3 separate regions of the Macaca mulatta genome follow, and all the other regions are linked to region 1. Evidence: chromatin contacts called from public Hi-C data. All regions are on one chromosome and are shown on one strand. Each heading gives the region's core, a stretch centred on a gene start, on an enhancer-like site or on the middle of the called end of the contact. The rest is flanking DNA. Distances are from core to core; before and after follow the strand shown.

Region 1 (2,700 bases), core at 160-2,659:
TTATTTTAATATAAATTTATATTTATTTATAAAATATATAAATAACATTACCTGGCATTCCTCCAATTCATAAAGGTACAGTTGCTCTAATTAAAGGGACTCCTGGTTAAGCCATGGCTTTAAGAACAGTTTGAAAACCCCATTGCTTTTAAAAAACATAAAACAGCAAGTAAAATGGAAGGACAGACTGACCTCTAGTTTGGTTTGACTGGAGCTGTATGCTTAACTAAGGAGCTGGAAAACAGGCGGAGGTTGCAGTGAGCCGAGATGGTGCTACTGCACTCCAGCCTGGGCGATGGAGTGAGACTGTCTCAAAAAAAAGAAAAGAAAAGAAAAACAATACTTATTGGAATAGTCTTTATTTGTGTGTGTTAACAACAGTTTATAATGATGCTTCTACATGCTTTCAGTTACGCCCTCCTTGTGAATGTGACCTTCATTTAGATGCCAACTTTGAAGGGAATCAATACCACAGCCTTGTTCTCATTAGGGCTGTACTAAAATAACTGAAACTGTCACACATCTCATCATCAAACTCAAAATTGTACAATACCTTGAATGACACTGTGGTTACAAAACTGACGGTGATGTGTAATGATGACTAATGTAAGTCACCATGAAGAATTTTTATGGGAAGTAAAAATTCAATTAAGATGGAAGTACCTACCCTTGCATTGTGCAAGGCAATGAAGATCTGAAGTAAGCCTGCCTTCAAGGGCTTGGATTTTGACAGTGACAGGTACAAAAATACAGCACCAGGTAAAATACGGCCTGTATTATCATTTATGTCTGGGTACAGGAGAAAGCTGACTTTAGGAATGGTTTCCTGGAGAAGAAATTACTATCTGGCTTCTCGTGAAACAAAGGCTCTACATTTTACCCTTGCCAACGTAGTATGAAGGTCTTTAAAGCTTAAAAAAAAAATTAATTAGAGGAACACTGGGCATCATCTAATGCAAGTGTATCACTTTACAGTCGGGAGAAACGTATGCCTGAGCTAGAAATGCACTAGCCTACCATTATCACAAGGGCAAGTCAGTGACACAACACTCTGACTGCCAGTGCAGTGCCCTCCCACTTGATGAATCAGTCATTAAGGCGCATTGGCAAGCCCTTGGTACTTCTTCCCTTTCAGGCACTAGCTTCCTAAAGTCGACTCTGTGAAATACCTGCCAATCTTATCCTGAACCGGAGTTTCGACCCTCGGAACAGTCTTGCCCACATCTTTGGGACCTGATTCGTCCTGCTGAATCCGGCACTCGAGGGTAGGGTTGGTTGGAACCCACCCCGTCAAGTCTCTTTCAATCCCACACGGCGTTCACCCTTGCCCGCAGGATGGCGGCCCGGAAGTGACGTAGTGGAAACGGAAGTGGTGCTTTGGTTCCGACTTCCTGTTGTTTGAGGCCGGGTCGGGGGTGTGCGATTGTGTGGGACGGCCTGGGGCAGCCCAGCAGCGGCTGACTTTCTGCCTGCGGGAAAGGGAGTCGCGAGTGGGCCGTCATGGCGGTGTCGGAGAGCCAGCTCAAGAAAATGGTGTCCAAGGTGAGGCTGCGACGCGCTCGCCCTCCAGCGCGCGCCCACCGCTCCCTTCCGCGCCCTGCCGAGTCCGTCCCGGCCCAGCCAAACAAGCTTCCCAGACGGGCCGGAAGCCCCAGTACAGCTCTTAGCCACCTTCTCAGACCCCCGCCCCGAGGCGCCTGTCGCCTGGTGCGGGAATCCCCGTACGGGAGCTGGGAGGGTGGGGGGCGGCGACAGTCGACAGAGACGTGGAGCGGAAACTGCCGGACACCTGCCGCCCACCCGCCCTTCTCTCTTCCACAGAGTTTGGAGCTGTCTATGGGGCAGTGTGGTTTTTCGTCTTAGTTTCTGTAAACACAAAGACGGAATCTCATTTAGTTCTAGATCTGAGGCAATCCTCTATTGCTGTCCCAATCCAGGGATCCTCCAGTCTTAGCCTTTCTTTTGCCGACCTGCAGAGATTGTGGCCTTTTCAGTTTTGTATTCTCCGGAAAAGTCCAGAGAAGCCAAAATACCAGTCCCTTACTGAAATACCATTACCGTTTCAGGGATTTGCTAAGAGTAACTACTCTTAAGTGTATGCTGCTTATAATGCGTATTTATTTGCTTTGAGCTTAATCTATGATCTTCACGGCTCAAGGCTATTTTTTTTTTTCAATTTTTAAAAAAGCAGTTAAGCATTTTGTATTTTAAAGCCATGATTTATTTATATAATTACTTCAAACGTGGCACCTCACACCAGAGTGGAATGGCTTTTGTTATGTTTTGTTGTAATTTTCCAAAACTATGTAAAATGATTGAGAGTTGAGTCTTGACCAGTTCAACGTGTTAGCTTCGGATAGTTTTGTCAAAGCAAGAATGGTAGCAATCAGCGGTTTAAGCGGTTTCAGTTTTTAATAAAACACACTATTATGTATAAAACATTTTTAAAAACGGACTTTTTCCAGTTAAATCGCCCCCATAGTCCTTGATTGAAGACCAAGTAACCTCTAAAGAGAAAGTGACAGTTTTCAAAATAAAGCATACCTTAGTTGTGTAATCATGTATTTTAGGCTTATTGGTTTTGTTTTGACAAACTAGTTATCCTTAGTTACAGAGGACGTGTGGGAAGCCATAGAAGATTGTGACCCAGGTAAAGATCCATGTTGTAACTTTTATACATCACTTTCTGAAAAAACGGTA
Region 2 (2,789 bases), core at 112-2,611, 150 kb after region 1:
TTTTAGTAGAGATGGGCTTTCATCATGTTAGTCAGGATGGTCTCCTTCTCCTGACCTCGTGATCTGCCCACCTCGGCCTCCTCCTAAAGTGCTGGGATTACAGGTGTAAGCCACCGCGCCCGGCCTCAGACATTTTCACGTTGTAAGCTGCCTCAATTTCTTTTAAATATAAATCAGGTTTCAATAGTGTAATAAGGAGTGCTTTACTCACAATTTCTCTTTTTTCTAATTAAATTTTAGTTCCATAATTGATAACAAAATTGCTACCTAAGGCACAGGGGTAATGAGGTTTGGGTAGAACTTAAGATTTCCCATATAATTTTACCATATGTGTCATTTCAAATTCAAAAATCACTTTAAAAGAATTTTGGCTCATTTAAAGTCATGGACCCTTCCTTTTCATTGGTAGTCAATCCATGCATGTTAATACAGAATAATGAATTTTAGGAACTGGGTCTCCAGCCTGATGACCTTTGATTGTTTTTAATTTCAGATACACTTTTGGTGTATCATCATATTTCCAAACTTTGTTTCACAGAAAGTTATCTGAATGAGTGCATAAATCTAAATATTGTTATATGAAACGTAATAATACAATTCTAGGGGTGGGAGTGGGGGCAGAGGACGGGGTCAAGGTATGGGCTTCCAGTGTGGTAGATTCTCACTTACCTTCATTAAGATACTGATGGCACAGGCCATGCCAACAGCACCAACCCCAACAACTGTAATCTTATTCTGGGGAGTCTGTTCTTCCTTTAGAAGATTATGAATCAGCTGATCCTTGAGAGTTGCCATATTGGACTTGGAACCAAAAGGAATCTATAGGGGGAAAAACACTTAGTGTCACTACATCCTCTTTAGTGTTTGTTAACCCAGAGTTTTTTTAAAGCTATTTTACTTCCTTCGGGGGTATTTGCCACTATAAAATCACAAGAGATGACTAAAAAGGGAGGGGAAAAAAACCTAATGATTGCCAAAAGAGAGTTGAAAGGCCTAATGACAGGGTCGGTGAAGAGTGAAGGCCCATACCTTAGCGTGGAAAAGGAATATCGACGTTTGGGTGTAAGTATAGCCTCCTGAGGGCTCACCCATCGCGGTTTATTAACCCCAAGTGGGGCTGGCCTTTCCTCAGACAAGATCACTTTGAGCCACTCCTGCTCCTACAGCAAGGACACAGCCAGGCTTCAAGTAAAAACCAGAGGTATGTGCAGAAAAGCCACTAACTGCCACAAAGCTCGAGCCCAAGGCACTGAAGCGTGCGGTGATCCGCGCGCATGCGCGCTTTGTGGTTCTCCTCGCTCGGAAAGGTGGGCGGAAATCAGACTAATAGCTGCGGCTTCAGACCGCCCTGCTTTTACGCCCCGCCCAAATCCGGAAGATGGGCGGGCCCTGGAAACTTGTGTGCGTGCGCATGCGCATTACAGAGCGCAGGGGCGAAGCCGATTATCCTAGCGGCCTCCGGCCATTGGGAAGCGGGCAACTGGCCAGACGGCAGAGGCCTGAGAAGCCCCGCCCGCAAGCAGAGGCAATCTGGAGCTATCCAGCTCAGTGGGTGAGACAGGAGGAGCTGGGATTCAGACTTCAGACCTAATGAATGCCCCGAAGCAGACGCGAGCAACGTGAAGCCTAGCTGGCAGCCTCCCAGGCCTGGCGCGCAGTCAGCGCCAGACTTTAAATCTCAATACTAGAAACCAGGGCCTGTTAACCAACCCAGAGGGAGGCGCACGGTGTGGCTTCTACCGTGATCCTTGTTGCAAAGGCCTGTCAGGCCCAATATGAAGAAATTGTTTGAGTACAGGGAGTGTAGAAATAGCTGCAGAGGACCTGAGGCCTGCAGCCCTAGAGTTAATAGCTACTTGATGGAACCCTCGAATTCTTTCTACCGTGTTAATCCAACCCTGCACTGCATTCGCTGGAAGGAATATCACAGGCTGCATCCCCAAAGTATCACGTCTAGTTTTTTTTTTTTTTTTTTTTTTTTTTTTTTATTTTGAGACGGAGTCTGGCTCTGTCGCCCGGGCTGGAGTGCAGTGGCCGGATCTCAGCTCACTGCAAGCTCCGCCTCCCGGGTTTTTGCGCCATTCTCCTGCCTCAGCCTCCTGAGTAGCTGGGACTACAGGCGCCCGCCACCTCGCCCGGCTAGTTTTTTGTATTTTTAGTAGAGACGGGGTTTCACCGTGTTAGCCAGGATGGTCTCGATCTCCTGACCTCGTGATCCGCCCGTCTCGGCCTCCCAAAGTGCTGGGATTACAGGCTTGAGCCACCGCGCCCGGCCTATCACGTCTAGTTTTGACACCACTCCAAAGGGCAAAAACCCGAGAGGACCTCTAGGCAGGCAGCCCAGAGCCACCAAGCTGGAGTCGGGTCTCTCCTTACAAATCACTGCTATTTCTAGACAGCCTTGTAAGGTTTCTAGCCTGGCAGGGGGAAGGGAGTTCCTGCGGACACCTGCTAGCTTCACTAACGGCCCCGGGATCCAATGCTACCTTCAATGTAGGGGCGGAGGTGGGAGGGCATGGGGTGATGGAAGGGTGCGTCTAGCGGCGAGAGACAGGCAAAAACGAGTTCTACTCCTCACCTCTGCCGCCTACTCACTGGGAACTTAGAGATCCCTGACTGTCTCCTAGCTTTAGGTCTCCCCAGTTGTTAAAGAGTTGGTACCGGCGGATCCTACTCAACTGAACGTCGTGAGGTGCGGGAGGGCTGGCATGCTGCCTGCTTCATCTTTGCATGCGCTGTGCTTAACGCAGCCCGAGATACACCAGTAGTTCCTTAATAAATGCGCAAAG
Region 3 (2,700 bases), core at 11-2,510, 230 kb after region 1:
TGGGGCCAGGCACTGTGGCTCATGCCTATAATTCTAGCGCTTTGGGAGGTCTAGGCAGGAGAATCGCTTGAGCCCAGGAATTCGAGGTTACAGTGAGCTATTATCACGGCACTGCATTCCAGCCAGGACGACGGAGCAAGACCGTGTCTCTTTAAAAAAAAAAAGTCACCTCCTTATTCAATTTGGCCTTTGAGAACACTGGGGGATATACAAAACAATTATGTGTATATCCAGGTACTCACGGTCTATTTTTCATCATTTCACCACAACCAAATGACCAAAACTAGGAATGTGTGGACTGGCCCATGTGTTAAGAAGGTTTTTAAGAGAGGTAAGATTGACAGGTGGAAGCAAAAGGTGTGCAGACACCAAGGTGAGAGCTTTTCTCTTACAGAATACCAGACTCAACAGCACATTTCCTGACGGGAAGGGCTTCTCTGTCTGGGAGAGGCCTCCACTTCATTCTCATAAGCCAAATCTGATCCTGGCTTTGGGTAAACCTGCTCTCAGTGGAAGAGCAAGCTTCCTTTAGACAAGTAGATTAGGGGTCGCCTCTTCCTCGCCTCGGGGTAAGGGCAAACAAGACGGTAGGTTTGGGCGTTGGGAGGACGCCGACAGCGACGCTGGGAAAAGGGGTAGAATCCACGCCGTCCTGCGGCCCCCAGGCCTGTCAGATCCTCACCCGCCCACCCACCCGCCCGCCCGCATTCTTCGGTCCAAACTTACCAGGTAGAAGCCACAACTCCAGACAGGAAGTAACTAACTGGGTTGGATCTGGTCGAGTTCCGCTGCGCTTCTTAGAGCCGCTGCTGGGAAGAAGCTGAAACCCAGTGGCTGCAGGAGTTGCCACCGCCTCTGTTACTGGGGGGTCTCGGCTCCATCGCTGGCTGCGAGGAGTCCGAGGGCACGTGACCGGAAGTAGCAAGGCGGGCCCTAGGCACGTGACTCAAGAGCGCGGCCGCCATGACACCTTCCGCTAGTTCCCTCCCTCCCCCACGGTTTCCCGCCTGTTTCGTTTCCTCTCTCCGGTTTCGAGCGGCGAAGGGTCCTGGGATCCTGGCCGGCCCAACCATTTGGCCTAGAGCTCCTGTGGTTCCAGTCGGCGCCGTGTCTTCAGCCCGCAACGGCCCTCCGGCTCCAGGCCGTAGAGAGCGTAATCGCGACCGCGACCTGAGGGGGAGGGACTACGCGCAAGCAGGGGGCGTGACCCGTCACGTGATGAGGAAGTGCCGTTAGTAGCGTTGTCTCGGGTCCGCGGCTCTCCTGGATGACGTCAGCAAGGAAGGGGAGGAACGGGAGGTGAGACTGAAGTGCATGTTCTGCTGTTAGTGGGCGGTGAATTCCCCGGCGCTAAGTCGGAAGCCAAGATCCGATCCACTGAGAGCTGCGAGGTACTGGCCTGGATGTGGTGGAGCTGGGTTGGGACCTCCGGGCTGCTGGTCTGTGAGCCTGGCTTTGAAAATTGGTTACTGGGTCTCCTCTCAAGAGATCTCAAGATATTAAAGTTACTGCTGTTAAAAAGGTAGTAGTTCCACTAGGCAAGGAACTTTTTGTGGGCAGGGATTGTATTTTGTTCATCCTTGTGTCTCTAGCGGTGTGTTCAGGTCCTGGAACATAGAAGGCACTCGAATGTTGAATGAATGAATGTATGAATGAGTCAGTCGCCATTTGTCTGAGGCAGAGAGTTGTTTTCTGATCATTTCTTCTTAGAAAGATCCCCTTGTGAAAATGAGACAGTCGGCAACTTCTCCTTCTCATTTCTTCAGTTTTTGCTCTCGTATTTCTTTCTCGTCTTTTCTTCCACGCACCTACTGGGGCAAAAGAGAACATATTTGCATTTGATGTGTGAGCAACAAACACTGAACTATTTTACGATAATGGGAAGATGATGAGATTTGGATTCAGGAGACGTGTATTCTAATCTCAGATATACCATTGATGAGCTCTGTGGTCCTTGGGCAAGCCAGTCTTCCAAAAGTTGTTTCATTTACTTTGGTTAAGCATTTGTCGTCAACTTGTATGTTCTTAGTTTTTGGTAGAGTCACTTCACAGAAGTAACATTTAAACTCAGCTTTGCAGAAAGATAGGGTTTTGGTAAATGGGGGAAGATTCCAAAAACATCATGTTTTAAACCATGGAGGCACAGCAAGTTTATAGAATGAAAGAGAAAAAAAAGAGTTGAGTCCAATGTAGTTGGAAATAGGAGAGAGGTTAAGATGGGAAATGAAGAAATAGAGCTATTGAAGGCTTGTACAGTATTAAGTACATACTTTTAAAACTTTATTGTGGAAAATTTCAAACGTAGACAAAAGTAGGATAATAAAATGAACCCTCATGTACACTTAACGCAACTTGGGCAATTATCAGCATTCTGCTGTTCCTGTTTATACTGTTTGTACATTTCTAGGTACTTTTTGTATCCGTTGTTGCATTTGATTAATAGCAGCTTTCAATTTGAGCTCAGTTCTACTGTATGTAGCTACTGGCTAAGAAGATTTTGTTTATGTAAACAATTTCTTTGGGTTTTAGTTGACCACTTGCTCTGTTGAATCAACGGTGTAACACGGCCACTTAAACACAACTAATACTATTTTAGGTTGTAATATAGAAACTTAGTGTCTAGATCCAGGAAGTTAGTGTTTCTACTCTATTCTGGGCTCATCCAACTGCTTAAGGAGTATTATGCTCAGCACTAGGCAC

The links. Hi-C and Micro-C count contacts between places; a contact is called where the count stands out from the background.
Region 2: a contact with region 1 is called in a Hi-C map of fetal cortex germinal zone, with 2.7 times the contacts expected there. The contact joins the promoter of LDHA here to the promoter of TSG101 in region 1. A contact is called at or near these places in 2 of 14 Hi-C or Micro-C datasets (fetal cortex germinal zone and fetal cortical plate).
Region 3: a Hi-C map of blood shows a contact between it and region 1, with 4 times the contacts expected there. The contact joins the promoter of HPS5 here to the promoter of TSG101 in region 1. A contact is called at or near these places in 5 of 14 Hi-C or Micro-C datasets (CD4 T cells, blood, cortical neurons and 2 more).

The regions. Positions count from the first base shown.
Region 1 is chr14:46,873,918-46,876,617 of T2T-MMU8v2.0, forward strand. It overlaps TSG101 (tumor susceptibility 101), which reads left to right and starts at 1,410. Exons shown (of 10, transcript NM_001195481.1): 1 at 1,410-1,542. The coding sequence starts at 1,501. It overlaps LOC144334275 (a long non-coding RNA gene), which reads right to left and starts at 1,345. Exons shown (of 3, transcript XR_013403962.1): 1 at 1,170-1,345; 2 at 193-306.
Region 2 is chr14:47,021,705-47,024,493 of T2T-MMU8v2.0, forward strand. LDHA (lactate dehydrogenase A) reads right to left here and starts at 1,362. Exons shown (of 8, transcript NM_001257735.2): 1 at 1,030-1,362; 2 at 670-819. The coding sequence starts at 1,092.
Region 3 is chr14:47,105,012-47,107,711 of T2T-MMU8v2.0, forward strand. HPS5 (HPS5 biogenesis of lysosomal organelles complex 2 subunit 2) reads left to right here and starts at 1,261. Exons shown (of 22, transcript XM_077963141.1): 1 at 1,261-1,299. GTF2H1 (general transcription factor IIH subunit 1) reads right to left here and starts at 900. Exons shown (of 16, transcript XM_015114688.3): 1 at 727-900.